4 separate regions of the Mus musculus genome follow, and regions 1, 2 and 4 are each linked to region 3. The links are chromatin contacts, called in public Hi-C and HiChIP or PLAC-seq maps. All regions are on one chromosome and are shown on one strand. Each heading gives the region's core, a stretch centred on a gene start, on an enhancer-like site or on the middle of the called end of the contact. The rest is flanking DNA. Distances are from core to core; before and after follow the strand shown. Region 1 has its middle 42 kb from the start of Gm34983. Region 2 has its middle 66 kb from the start of Gm34983. Region 3 has its middle 9.3 kb from the start of Gm34777. Region 4 overlaps Gm34983 (a long non-coding RNA gene).

Region 1 (3,270 bases), core at 324-2,823, 170 kb after region 3:
TTATTTTCAAAGATATTTAAGGAAGAAATAGAAAGTTATTTTCAAAGTTTTTTTTTCTTAAAGCTGAGGTAGAAAAGAGTTCTAAACATCTCTGCAGTAACTGGATTTTATATTCTAAATGTTTCTTCTCACACCAATGATCAAAACAATATTACATTTAACATACCTTTTAGGCATACTATAAATATGAGATTATTTTACTAAAACGTTACTTGAGTTCTTACCTAATTTTAGTTCTATATTTGGTCTCATTATAATTTGACTCAGGTCTCTTCAAAAATCAATGTTCCCAGTTTGAGATTTCATTAGCTACTTACTTATGACTAGAGGTGTGATTATCTAAAATTTCCTGCTTCGTTCTTATGAGCGCTAGATCAGATTTGAAAAGTAATTATCCCATTTAATTTTAATATTTTTCCATCTCTGGTTATGAAGTAAGCTAAGAAGGTATTTATTCAATCAGAGAAGTCCAGATCCTCTACGTTTTAATATGGTTCTTGAACTTACGGTTTTTACTTGAACTTATTCAAAGTAATTTCTCAGTTACTTGGTGGTTTTCATTTTTAAAACCAGCATGACGGCTCCCCTGCAGTTCTGTGACTTAACTGGGGACCCTTTACTGTACTTTCTCTGTGAAGGAATTGCATCAGCTTGGGTTGGTCACACAGTGTCGGCCACTTTTCATGCAAGCAAGGCTTGCTGGAGCCACGTGTCCCAGCCCAGAGCAATCAGTGAGGGCTTTGGCATGCTCCTCTTGCTAATCACAGGAGGTTAACGAAATTGTAAACTCTGAGATAATGTTACTTTGGGAAGAGACCTGGGTCCAATTATCACGGGCAATTCTCAAATGGAATTAAAATTAGGAAGAAGGAAGTACCAGTTGATTGCGATCTGGCCAATCTCAGCGCTGCAAGGGTCAGATGTTTTGTATTTATTCAGGTTGTAGTTCACTCGTCCACAGCTATAGTTGAAATTAAGACCTCATTTTGGGGAACGTGTGATCATTCCCTGGCATGGTCTGCCTGTTTTCTTTAAAAGAGATGCATCAAATTGGAAACTGGATGAACCGAAAATCAATGAGCAGGAAAGGAACGAAAGGTCTAATTTGTTAAGAAATTACACTGATGATAATTGATAAAAATTTGAGGGAGAAATCAAAAAGAATTTTTTTCCTAAGGTAAATTGCAAAGGTGGAATTAGAAAAAAAAAATTCCCTCAGTTTTAATATCTCATCTGCATTCAAATTAGGTTTTATTGTATTCTTTCAAAACCACAAAAACAGATAATTATCTCAAAAGGATGTTATAGAAATTGCCACTTCAAAACAGAACCACCAAGGCCCTGCTTGCTACTTGGGTAGGCAGGAAGTGAGTTTGAAAAAAAAAAAAAAACCCAACACACAGAAACACTAAAACTTTTCTTCTTTTCTTTGTGACACTTTCTGACTAAGATCCAGACAATCTTTGAAAAATCTTAAAATAAGGATCTTCCATCTTCTTTAGATGTCAGGGTGAAGAAAGCACAAAGCTCCCAGAAGTCTCTCAGTGACAAGCACTGCAGTTGTCTGCAGGCCCCGTCAGGAAGGCATTGTGTTCTGCCCGCATTAACAGAGTTCCTCGTAGGTGGTGGGTGCCAAGATCATCCTGGACTCAGGAACCAGATTTTAGTGGGGGAAAAACATCTAAAAGGAAGTGAAAATGAATTGAATACCAAACTTTTTTTCTGTTTTTTTTGTATGTGTGTGTGTATGTATGCACATGTTTATGTAAGTGTGTTCATGAGTGTGTGCTTATGTATATACATGGATATAAATAGATTCGTTTGTATGCATGTAGAATCCAAAAAGTTGAAGTCTGGTATTTTTTTTAATCACTCTTTCTTTTGTTCTTTCTTTCTTTTTTTCTTTCTTTCTTTCTTTCCCTTAACAATTAAAAAGTTTAATTAAAATATAATCATTTCATTTCCCCCCTCCTTTTGTGATGGTTTGAATGAGAATGGCTCATGTAGCAGGGACAGCAGGGCTGCCTCTTTGTAAACGCTGTCCCCACCCCCATACTCCCCCCTCCCGCCATCCCACCCTCGCTCCGCCCCCAAGCAGCTCCTGCAGGAGGACCTGTTTGAGGACTGCTGAGAGACCAAGGATTGCTCATGCAAAGAGTGCCAGCCAATCAGGAACTGCTATTTGGAAGAGGTGTTTTCTTGGGACCAATGGGGGCGCGGGTGGAGGGTATTAAAGGAGTTTGCTGCAGGTTTCTCACCTGCTCTGTGTCATTGATTCTTCACCAGCTCGGTTCCAACCCCCAAGGGCAGGTAGAGTCCTTTGGAGAGCTGTCCAGAGCACAGGCAACAGGACTACATAAGCTCATGTATTTGAATATTTGTCTTCCATTTGGCGGCTGTTTGGGAGATATTAAGAGGTGTAGTCTTGCTGTGGGCCAGTTTGAGGTTTTCAAATCATCTCACCATATCTATTGCGTTCTCTCTCTCTCTCTCTCTCTCTCTCTCTCTCTCTCTCTCTCTCTCTCTCTCTCTCTCTCTCTCTCTCTCTCTCTCTCTCTCTCCTGCTTGCTCATTGAGACGTGAGCTTCCAGCATCGCTCCAGAAACCTGCCTCTTGCTCCCACTGTTCCACCATCATAGACTCATTCTATGAAACCATAAGCCCCAAATAAACTTTTTTTTTCTATGATTTTCATGAACATAGCATCTTATCCCAGCAATGACAAAGCAGCTAAGACTCCGTTCCTCCCTCCAACCTCTCCTGTGTCCTCTACCTTTGACATTTTCCGTGTTTCTCTCCTTACTTCCTTTCAAATTCATGGACTCTTTTTCATTATTGTCACACACTGAGTGTTGTTTGTGTGTATGTGATTTGAGGGGATACCATTTGGTGTTGGGTAATCAATTAGGGGGCTCATTCAAGGGGAAAACTAATTCTCTCATTTGTTGCCTGTGTTTGGTTTCAGAACTTCACCCCCCACCCCCCAAAAAGGGACTGAGGTACAGATTTTACATATCAAAGCAGGTTCTCCCAGCATCCCTCAGTCCCTGACTGGCATACCCTGCCCCCAACCTTGAATTTTCCAGTCCAGGGGCTGGGCTGCCCTTCCCCCAGGGACTCTTCCCTACATAATGCAGAGATTTTGATCTCTCTCTTCTCTCCCTCTCTCTGCAAGAGCATCCTTTCTTTCTCTTCTGCCTCCTCTCCCTTTTCTCTCCCCATGGTGACTTCCCTGGCCTTGATCTTTGGGTCCCCAAGAGCAGCTTGCAA
Region 2 (3,054 bases), core at 19-2,518, 150 kb after region 3:
TAGAGACAGGCAGGCAGGTCTCTATGACTTTGAGGCCAGCCTGGTCTACACAATAAATTTCAGGACAGCCAGTGCTACATACTATAAGACATTGTCTAGAGAAAACAAAACAAGGGCTAGAGATGTGGCTCAGTGTTTAAAGCATGTACTGCTCTCTTCCAGAGGACCCAAGTTCAATTCCCAGCACCCACATCAGGCTCCTCACAAACACCTGTAACACCAGCGCCGGGGAATCTGACACTCCCTGCTGGGCTTTGTAGGAACCTGCACACAAACACAGCACATACACATAAATAATAAAACAGAAAAATAAGTATTAAAGAAAACCAAAACAAAATATAACAAGTTCTGTAGGAAACGGAGTTGTTACTAACAGTCTGAATCATTTCAAAAATCAAAACATGGCTTTAGTGAAGCATAAAGACATTGAATAAGCTGTTAAAGAGCATTATCTTAAATACCAATCACTGGACATGTGTATGTGCATGTGTGAGTGTGTGCAAGCATGTTGTGCTTAAGTCATGTTGTGCATAAGCTTCCCTTGGGCCCTTCCAGTCACTGACTCATCTAGCACTCATATGAAGATCAGCTTTGAGTGTGACGAGGGAACTCACCTTTTTTTTTTTTTAGCGCAACATCAGACAAGGTTCTCCAATGTTATGACGGTATGCCACAAGTCTGTTCTTTGTTAGTGTTGTGTACTATTTCCCTGTTAATTATTGCCACATGTAAATATTTAGGTTAACACCTCCCAGGGTAGAAGGATCCTCTTTCTCTTCAAAGGACAGACCATCCCTTGAAAAATCCCCTCTCATCAGGAAGTGTGCGAGCAGAAGACAGTGCTTGCTGGAGACTACAGCCTTTTCTGTCATCGTAGAAAACACAGAGCTCCCTTTGGGGTGCTAAATATAAGTAGTGGTTAGATTAATTTCCCTTCTTGGTTTTGCCACATTGGTGAATGGATGCAAGATGCTAGCCTCATGAGAGAGAGAGAGAGAGAGAGAGAGAGAGAGAGAGAGAGAGAGAGAGAGAGAGAGAGTCCTAAAGCAACATAAAAACATTTTGATTTAATTTTTGGATGGTGTAAAATTTTAGAACAGGAAATTAAAAGCCCACATAGCTACCCAACAAGATGGTGATAAGACATGAAAGAGTCTTTCAAATGAATCTGAGGCTAAATTTAGGAGAGTGCTTTCTGTTCAGGCCAGCTGTGTGCGGAATGGAGCGAGCCGAGCAGAGCTGGGGACGAGCAATCACGGGCAGTTCTCCATTTCCCCTTGACTTCCTTCGCAGCCAGGCTTCATTTAAAACATGTGAGTTCGTGAGAATTACTGTAACAGGAGCTGCTCCCACTCTCCAGATACAAAAGTCCATGCCAGAGGCAGACAGGAACACTGGGCGCCTTGCTGCTTACATCTGAAAATGAAAATTGAGAGCTCAGTGACTCAAGACTAGTTGGATTTTTGTTTTTGTTTTTAAGGTGTGTTCTGTGATCTTCAGTAAAACACTAAGCTTTGGCTGTAGAAATTCTCTTCTGAAAAAGAACCACAGGTTCCACAAATGATCAGGAAGGGCCTGGGGCTGGGGCTGAAGCCGGACACCTGCAATCCCAGCATTCAGTAGGTGATAGGAACATAATGCAAGTTCCAGGCTAGCCTGGGCTATGCAGCAAGTCTGTGGCCAGCCTGGGCTATGTAGTAAGACTTTGTATCAAAAGGGAGAGGGGAGAGGGGGGAGATGGGGAGAGAGGGGGAGAGGGGAGAGGACGAGAGAGGAGGAGGAGGAAGGGGAGAGGGGAGAGAGGAGGAGAGAGGGAGGAGGAGGAGGGAGAGGGAGGAGGAGGAAGAGGGGGAAGGGGAGAGGGGAGAAGGGAGAGGGGAAAGAGAGGGAGAGGGAGAGGAGAGAAGGGAGAGGGGAGAGGGGAGAAGGGAGAAGGGAAAGAGAGGAGAGAGGGGGAGGGGGAGAGGGGAGAAGGGAGAGGGGAGAGGGGAGAGGGAGAGTTCTTATTTACCTTATTACCAGGAATAATTCTGTTCCCCTTTCAACCTTTTGGGCTTTTTTTCTCTGTGAATTTTCCTGAGCCTTAGTTGGAAGTGTGTCACCAGGTATCACATTTGAGCCCTCCATGGTCATTTACACCCTGCATTGTGACAGTTGAGGTGGTTCCTAGAGATTTTTTCATAAATATCCATCCCAAATCATCTTTGAAAGACAGCAGCAAAACACTGGTTTTGTGAGTTCTGGGCTCAGAAAGATCTGGGCCTAACTTCCTACCTCTTTCATTGGCCCATCTTATATTGTCAACTTTGAATTGTCTTTCTAAGCAACACTGCCATAGATGAACCACCTGAGGAAGGGTTATGGTAGAGAATTTGAAAATGAGGCCTAAGCATGACTGAAGAACCCAACCTGCCTCTTTTTGTGTCAGAATGCAAGGCTCAACTTCCAGTCACTGACCATGTAGGGGATTAACGAGTACCTCAGAACCGTGAGTTCTTTCAGGTCTCTCTTTGACTGACAGTTGCCAAACATTTTCAGTTTTATTTTGTGGGCATAAATTTTCCAAAAGTGTACCAACCTACAAACAGAGCTAGCTATATGATTGTGTTTCCTTGTTTATCATTTTATTTTGGTGAACAAGTGCTGGGGTTGTTGATGGCGAACCTGTTGTCTGAAAGGTTGAGTTAAGGGGCTGAGAAACTTGAGTGTTCATGGAATGCAACTGAAAGCTAATATTGTCACAGATAATTACTTTCTCAAAAAGACCACTTGAAACCAGAGTGTTCAGGCCAGCGAGGCAGACAGTGCTGTAAAATGTAGCTGAGCCTAATTTATTTGATTTCATCTTGTTTTATAGACTGATGATTACTGTAGGCTCAAGTCTAGGGGACCAGAATTTTATTGCAGAGAAAATCCTTTCCCCCTCCTCCTCCCCCACCCCCTCCTCCTCCTCCTCCTCTTCTCTAGCCTTCCTTCCTTTATCTTTTTTGGACAAGGTCTTCTTATATAGCCCAGGTTTTCCATAACTTTCAAAATAGGCCAAACTGGCCCTTA
Region 3 (2,956 bases), core at 175-2,674:
CTAAGTGAGAGGATCCATTCTTGCTTGCATACTTCACCTTCTACAAGGGAGAGAGCTGCTGGCTCTGGTTGGGGAGGGGTTACAAGGCTTCTGTGTCTTTTCCTTTCTTCACCTATCTCAATTAATAAGAACATTGTGATCTGTGTGGTCCTAATGAAAGGTTCCACACGTTTACCTTTCCCCTATCACCCTAGAAGGCACTAGATCAACGGGTTCTCACATGGGCATTGTGACCTTTTGGTGGGGGGAGTAAATTCTAATGACCCTTTCACAGGGGTCAAATATCCTGCTTATCAGATATTTACATCATGACTCATAACAATAGCAAATTACAGTTATGAAGTATCAAGGAAAATAACTTTATGGTTGGGGGTCACCACAACATGAGGCGCTGTACTAAAGGGCTGCAGCATTAGGAAGCTTGAGAACCACTGTACAAAAAATTCTAATGCTTGAAGTAATTTACCCTGTTAGCCTTAGGATGTGGAACACAGTAGAAACTGAATGAAATGACAAGATATGAGAATGAGAGAGAGAGAGAGAGAGAGAGAGAGAGAGAGAGAGAGAGAGAGAGAGAGAGAGAGAGAGAGGAGGCGTGTATTTCTAGCCCTGCAAACAGTGGCATTTCCTGTTCACCCACTCACTACCTAGCTTCCAGTCTCAGGACCACATAAGTATGTTACATACATTATCTCCTTTTGTCCTTTTATCTCACAATCTCCCCCCGCCCCACACCCCCTCACCGCGAGACTAGTGAGACCCTCAGAGATTTATCAATTTGATGTTTTAGAGGCTAGAAGCAGAATAGGGATTTGAACTGAGGCCCACGTAGCTCCAGTTTTGGTGTAGTTTCGTATATCCCCAAGTACCCAGGCACAGGCCGACTTGCACACTTCCCACACCACATATTGCCCTCAGTGCTCCCTGGTGTCAGGGATATTGTTACAATCACCTTCTCTGGCTTTTAAAAGCATGATTTTCATGGTAGCTCTTTTACCTGCTGTCTGGAAAAGGCCATAAAGATCCCATAGCCTGCTATAAGAGCAACCAGCGGCTGTCAGCCAGATGCTGTCAGGGTGGCGATAGAAGTGTATGGCAGTTCTAGTTGGACTACCCAGAATCCCTCTCTCGACTTCCGTTGTTTATTCCTCTTTGGTTCTTTAGCAACTTGTGTACCCGTCTTGTGGGACCTGTTCGAAAGGGATGCGACCTGTTGAAATGATGCGCCCGCGAAGCGAGACAAGAATCCTGTCTGCACCCCACACTGTTTGCTTTGTGAAATTCCAGACTGTTTAATCTGCCCTACCTCATCCTCATAACTCCAGATTCCACTTTTCTTAATGACTTTCCCCTCCTTCAGTGCCTACACAGTTATCTTTGAAGAAGGCAGAAAAGCAAAGATGAATCATGTGCAGGAAGTGGGGGGGGGGGGGAGGGGGAAGGAGTGTGGTTGGAACAGCAGATGGCTGAGCGTGTGGGCACAGAGCTGTCTCTGTTGTTCCTCCCGCCACGCTCTGGAAACAAGTCCCTTGGAAGCATATATTCATTCCAGGATGGGGGCTGCATCTGCTTTCAGGTACTAACATGTAAATCCACATCCGCCAGGATTCATTGTAGGTATCCTAACCCTAGGCTCAAGCCCAGGTTGGACTATTATCCTGTCCTTGAAGTTTTGACCACAGACCTTCTAGACTAGACATAAGGTGATAAACTACTTCAATGAGTGGAAACAAAATTTCTCATGCCATCTTTTTTTTTTTTCTCCTGCAGGATATGAAGTAAGTGTGTGGGTATTTCTCATGTGTTGACGTGCCAGCTCCCTGACCTTCTAGGGGACTGGCAGATGCTTCTAGAAAAGCTGGACTGGGCTTTCAGGGGAAAGTCTAGGTTAAGCAGAAAATCCCACTTTGTTCCACCGGGAGCTTGTGGTGGTCTGTATGTGGAAAGAACAGGAAGACAAAAGTTCTGCATGCTGGCGCACAAGTACTGACCAGAAAGCACACTAGAGTTAGCTCCCCAATGTACGCACGCAGGCAACCGGAGTCATTTTGTTTGAATAGCTGGACTAAATTTCGAGAGCTCACAGCAGCGGAGAGTTGGAAAGATCCTGTCTCAGAAGGCTTCATTTTGCCCTTTCTTTCTTTCATTTAAATTCCCAGATGCCATTCACATATACGCTAGAGAAAAGGCCGTAATTATTTTACTTCTACATGGATGTACTCATTTAACGAGTGTCTTGACTGCTTTCTCTCTATTTCTGCCATTACCATCTGGCCTCCAGACGAATATCACAGCACACAGGTATGCAGAAGTGTTTTTGTCCTGTTCTCCTTAAGGTGATAGGTATTTTGATAAAATGCGTTTCTAGAGTTTGGGATATGTCTTAGCACAAGCTATTATTCGTGACTTGGAAACCAAGTGCTGTGGTTTAAAACTTATTTGACTAATGGACAGCTTAAAAGACACTCTTAAGGGACCGAGGAGATGGCTTGCTGTATATGCGTGAACTTCTCAGTGTGGGTCCAAGCACCCACATTAAAAACAAAAAACAAAAAACAGGAATAGCAAAGTGCATCTGTGTCCCAGAAATGTATCAGCAGAGACAGGGGCACCCCTGGGCCTTGCTGGCTGGCTGGTCTTGCCAAATAGATGAGCTTCAAGTACAGTGAGAAACTTAGTCTCAAAAACAAGGTGGAGAGGAATAAACTACATGACATCTACCCTCGGCCTCCACATGTACACATTCATGCCCAGCTACGTTTAATGACAAATAATAAGCATCGTCTGATTAAGTCTCCATAAACTCAGCACACAAATCAATAAGCAGGGCTGTAGAAGACATTTCCTAAGTTGTACATCACGATCGTAAATCCTGCTAAGAGTAGAATTTCCACCCCCATCGTCATTATGATGTAGTGACTTTCTAGCTGAAGAATCTTTCAGACTGATCCCACAA
Region 4 (3,418 bases), core at 32-2,531, 230 kb after region 3:
TCCTCCTCCTCCTCCTCCTCCTCCTCCTCCTCCTCCTCCTCCTCCTCCTCCTCCTCCTCTTCTTCTTCTTCTTCTTCTTCTTCTTCTTCTTCTTCTTCTTCTTTCTTCTTCCTTTTATTAGCTCTGGGGATTTTGGATAAATTCGTGGTTCTCTTCTCATCTGCCCCAAGCTTCTTGGGATTAAAATTCTCATCTCGTTTTGTCTCCTGTCCTCAGGATCTGACATGGGACTCCATCACTCCACTGATGTCTGTTGTATTTTCCTTTACTTGAGGCAGGGATGAAGGTCATGGCTGGAGGGAAGTCAATCTTTAATGATTGGGTTGGAAGTGAAGGGGGTTGTACTGAATTTGTATAGACAGGAAATAAAACAGGTCTACCTGGTAGGAGTCAGACCCAGAAGTTTCTCTATGGTGTGCTACTGAAGAGGCAGAGGCCAAAGTCCAAGGACTAGCCCACTGGGAAAACAAATAAGAGAGCCAGACTGTGCCTGCACTAGCTTATGCATATTTGGGGGCTGGGAACAGTTGGGTGATTTCTGTTAGTGATGGGCGCTAGAGCCACCTGTGTAGTCACTAGTAATACTGTGCACCTCAGAACTTCTGATGATGCTTTCTGAGTGCCCTCTCTCTCTCTCTCTCCTTTTTTTCTTCAGAGTTCCATATACCCCAGGCTCATTCCTCAAAAAAGCATCTTGAGGAACCATACATTTAGCGACTCACTGTTTGGGAGATCATCCTGTCTTCCATTTTCTTCTCCCCGTAATTAGAGTCATGGAGGTGATGGTACAGTTTTGGGTCAGGGTCTCTCGCTCTTTCCTACTGCAGAAGATGTGTTTAGCTGAGATCTGGGGTGCCTGAGGTCCCTCTTTGCCTTCCTTCTTCTCCTTGGTTAAGTCATAACCACCTTGCCCAGCAAATGCTAAGTCATCTCCCTTGGCTTTCACTGGCTCAGGAAATAGAAACTTAATTCTGATCTCAGCGAATCCTAACTTGATTAGGAAATGAGAGAGGAGGTACGAAGGAGATGGAAGTGTGAAGTTCCTGCCAGACCAAACACAGTCTAATATTCTACCAGTTGCCTCCCGTTTGGTTTATTTCTGTAGCGAATGCCTGGCTCATCAGGATGCTAAAAGTAAAAGCACCGACTCCCAGGACCAGCAAGCTGACGTCTCTGCTGCGAGGATGTGGACTTGGCTTCCATCTCTCAGTGTTTCTGCTTCACTGGAACAAGGAAACAGAGGGCTTTGACTTTGTTTTCTGGTGTCCATTTGCCTCGCCCCTTTTTCTTCCTTCCTTTCTTACACAATACAAGTGACCAAAGCCTTTCCCCTTTCACCACTGTACGGATGTAGTGTCAAGATAAAGAAAAACTATTTTCTCCCCAGCTTTGAGAGTAGGGAGGGATATTAGTTGTTGAGCTTCATAGAAAGTTACTGATTCGGGATTCTTTGGATTTTACAACACAATGGACCAGGGAAGAAGAGAGGCTCTTCATGTTGATTTGAATTGCTCTTTCAATAGGCAACTACCGGACCAACTAAGAAGTAGCAGTTTTGACTTATTTAGGGTTGTGTAAACAAGATTATAAGTGTGCTCTTTTAGGTCAGATTCACGGAGGATTTATAAATGCAGAATGCTGGAAGTGAGACCTGGAGAGCTACAGCAAGCAGTACAGAGATAGGAAACAGGACATTCTTAGGGTCGACCAGACAGACTCAGTATGATCTGCCACATTTACCAGAGTTCTAAAAAGCCCTGCTCTCCAGTATACAACCAGACTTGACCTCCAAATCTGAGTCCATGAGAGTGTGTTTGTAACATTCTGGGGAATTGGAGAAGTTCAGGCCTACCCACATCATCTTAGCTACAATGTAATATTTATGAAGTTTGCCATATTAGATTTCATGAAGAGGTGAAGTTATTATAAGAATTCTAAATGATCTCAATTAATTTATAATTAGAGCCTGAAGAGGAGCCAGAAAGCGTATGAACTCAAGTTTTAGAAGAACTGAACTTTAATATACTTCTCTGTTCTACCTTCTCCTCCACCTTATATAACATTGTGTGATTGACTCATTCACCCCGTCTCCCTCCTACTTCCACCAAGTTATCAAGGTAAATTCTCAGTAGTGGCTCAGACATTTCTAGACAGGTCATAGCTGTCTAGATAGGTTTTGTTTACATCTACAATGTTTAAAACTTTTCCAATTTATTTTTACATTATCATAAAAAAACCAAAACAACAAACAACAACAACAACAACACCCTATGTTTTTTGACCTCTGTTGTAAAAGGAAGAACTGTTCAGCTAGACCTGTAAATTTCATGGAGTAACCCTCCATCTCATTCCCAAGAGCTGTGAACTACATATAGACTTTGTCACAGCTCCTACTATCCTCTAGTGTCTCCTTGACACTGGTGCTGGGTTGACTTTTATGATCAAACTGGACTATTGTGCCAAATTGTAGGATAAAACCTGGACTTTTTCCAAGTAATGAAAAACAGATGGGGATGTATGTATCTTATTCCATGAAAGGGAGAAGTTGAATCTACTACTTATAAATACAAACTCAATTCTCAAAGATTTAAGCTGTGACCAGAATTTCTCTCGTGCCCTTCCCCCAAACTTGAGTTGGCTAAACAAATCTCCATCTAAGACTGACAACCAGGGACCTGGGGCCTGGCCTACATTTGCATCTTCCTGACTGAGCCTTGAGTAGCTGACTGCCTACTGAGCTTACTTTGCAACTCAATGCAGTCGAAACAAAGGGATGGGGTTTTGGGTTTTGCCTATATAAACTCAGGGCTGAAAATTAAACTTTGTGCTTTGATCAGAGAACCTTTGTCTTGGCTCCTTATTTCCCCTCCTCCACCATCCTAATCCATCCACAGCTCTCCTTCCAGGTGTACCCGGTACTCCAGGGCTGCTGGACAGCTACAGTCTCTGGCTCACCTCATCAATGTTCCTTGTTTGGAGCAATTGGAAAATAATGTAACTGAGAAGTATTGCTTTCAGGAACCTACTTCATGTCACCATGTTCTCAGAGATAACAATGATGCAGGAGGAAGTGAACTTTGTCATTTCACCATTTTTTTTTCCACTAGAGGAACCCTCTACATTCAAGGGTCTATATATATATATATATATATATATATATATATATATATATATATATATATATATATCCAATGTTACCCATCCACTTCCCCACACAAAGAAATCCTTGCTTCTGGGACCCAAACTCTGGTCTCATGTTTGGTCTCCAGTAAGCATATATGTGTAAGTATCCTGTGCGACCTGGATGGGGAGCAGACACAGTGGGTGGTCCTGATGGAGGGTGGGGGAGATGGGCCACTGATTTGAGTTCACAACTAACTGTGGAAGATATAAAATGAACAGAGCCATGGGTATTTTA

What was found. A called contact is a pair of places that touch in the nucleus more often than the background predicts. HiChIP or PLAC-seq counts read pairs in DNA pulled down with a chosen protein or histone mark.
Region 1: a contact with region 3 is called in a BATF HiChIP or PLAC-seq map of CD8 T cells, with 12 read pairs. The contact joins two enhancer-like sites. A contact is called at or near these places in 1 of 39 promoter capture datasets (liver), 2 of 484 Hi-C or Micro-C datasets (CD4 T cells and liver) and 2 of 115 datasets of contacts at active chromatin or transcription factors (CD8 T cells and embryonic stem cells).
Region 2: a contact with region 3 is called in a BATF HiChIP or PLAC-seq map of CD8 T cells, with 11 read pairs. The contact joins two enhancer-like sites. A contact is called at or near these places in 4 of 39 promoter capture datasets (liver, neutrophils and pre-B cells), 2 of 484 Hi-C or Micro-C datasets (embryonic fibroblasts and liver) and 2 of 115 datasets of contacts at active chromatin or transcription factors (CD8 T cells and microglia).
Region 4: a Hi-C map of bone marrow-derived macrophages shows a contact between it and region 3, with 33 read pairs. The contact joins two enhancer-like sites. A contact is called at or near these places in 8 of 39 promoter capture datasets (3T3-L1-derived adipocytes, the C10 cell line, the HPC-7 cell line and 4 more), 1 of 15 datasets of contacts at CTCF or cohesin (CD8 T cells), 7 of 484 Hi-C or Micro-C datasets (DN3 thymocytes, bone marrow-derived macrophages, liver and 3 more), 23 of 115 datasets of contacts at active chromatin or transcription factors (the 230-238 cell line, CD8 T cells, bone marrow-derived macrophages and 15 more) and 1 of 9 other capture datasets (embryonic stem cells).

What each region holds. Positions count from the first base shown.
Region 1 is chr10:99,415,673-99,418,942 of GRCm38.p6, forward strand. No RefSeq gene overlaps it. Among named protein-coding and RNA genes, the nearest start is that of Gm34983, 42 kb to the right of the region's middle. Within about 2 kb of position 1,574, at least 37 of the 459 cell types and tissues checked have an H3K27ac peak or open chromatin away from gene starts, as enhancers often do. A contact at or near this core is called in CD8 T cells, where this site is marked.
Region 2 is chr10:99,392,478-99,395,531 of GRCm38.p6, forward strand. No RefSeq gene overlaps it. Among named protein-coding and RNA genes, the nearest start is that of Gm34983, 66 kb to the right of the region's middle. Within about 2 kb of position 1,269, at least 83 of the 459 cell types and tissues checked have an H3K27ac peak or open chromatin away from gene starts, as enhancers often do. A contact at or near this core is called in CD8 T cells, neutrophils and pre-B cells, where this site is marked.
Region 3 is chr10:99,240,872-99,243,827 of GRCm38.p6, forward strand. No RefSeq gene overlaps it. Among named protein-coding and RNA genes, the nearest start is that of Gm34777, 9.3 kb to the left of the region's middle. Within about 2 kb of position 1,425, at least 147 of the 459 cell types and tissues checked have an H3K27ac peak or open chromatin away from gene starts, as enhancers often do. A contact at or near this core is called in CD8 T cells, bone marrow-derived macrophages, hematopoietic stem and progenitor cells and 2 more, where this site is marked.
Region 4 is chr10:99,466,445-99,469,862 of GRCm38.p6, forward strand. All of the region lies in intron 1 of Gm34983 (a long non-coding RNA gene), which reads left to right. Among named protein-coding and RNA genes, the nearest start is that of Gm35035, 7.5 kb to the left of the region's middle. Within about 2 kb of position 1,282, at least 71 of the 459 cell types and tissues checked have an H3K27ac peak or open chromatin away from gene starts, as enhancers often do. A contact at or near this core is called in bone marrow-derived macrophages, hematopoietic stem and progenitor cells and neutrophils, where this site is marked.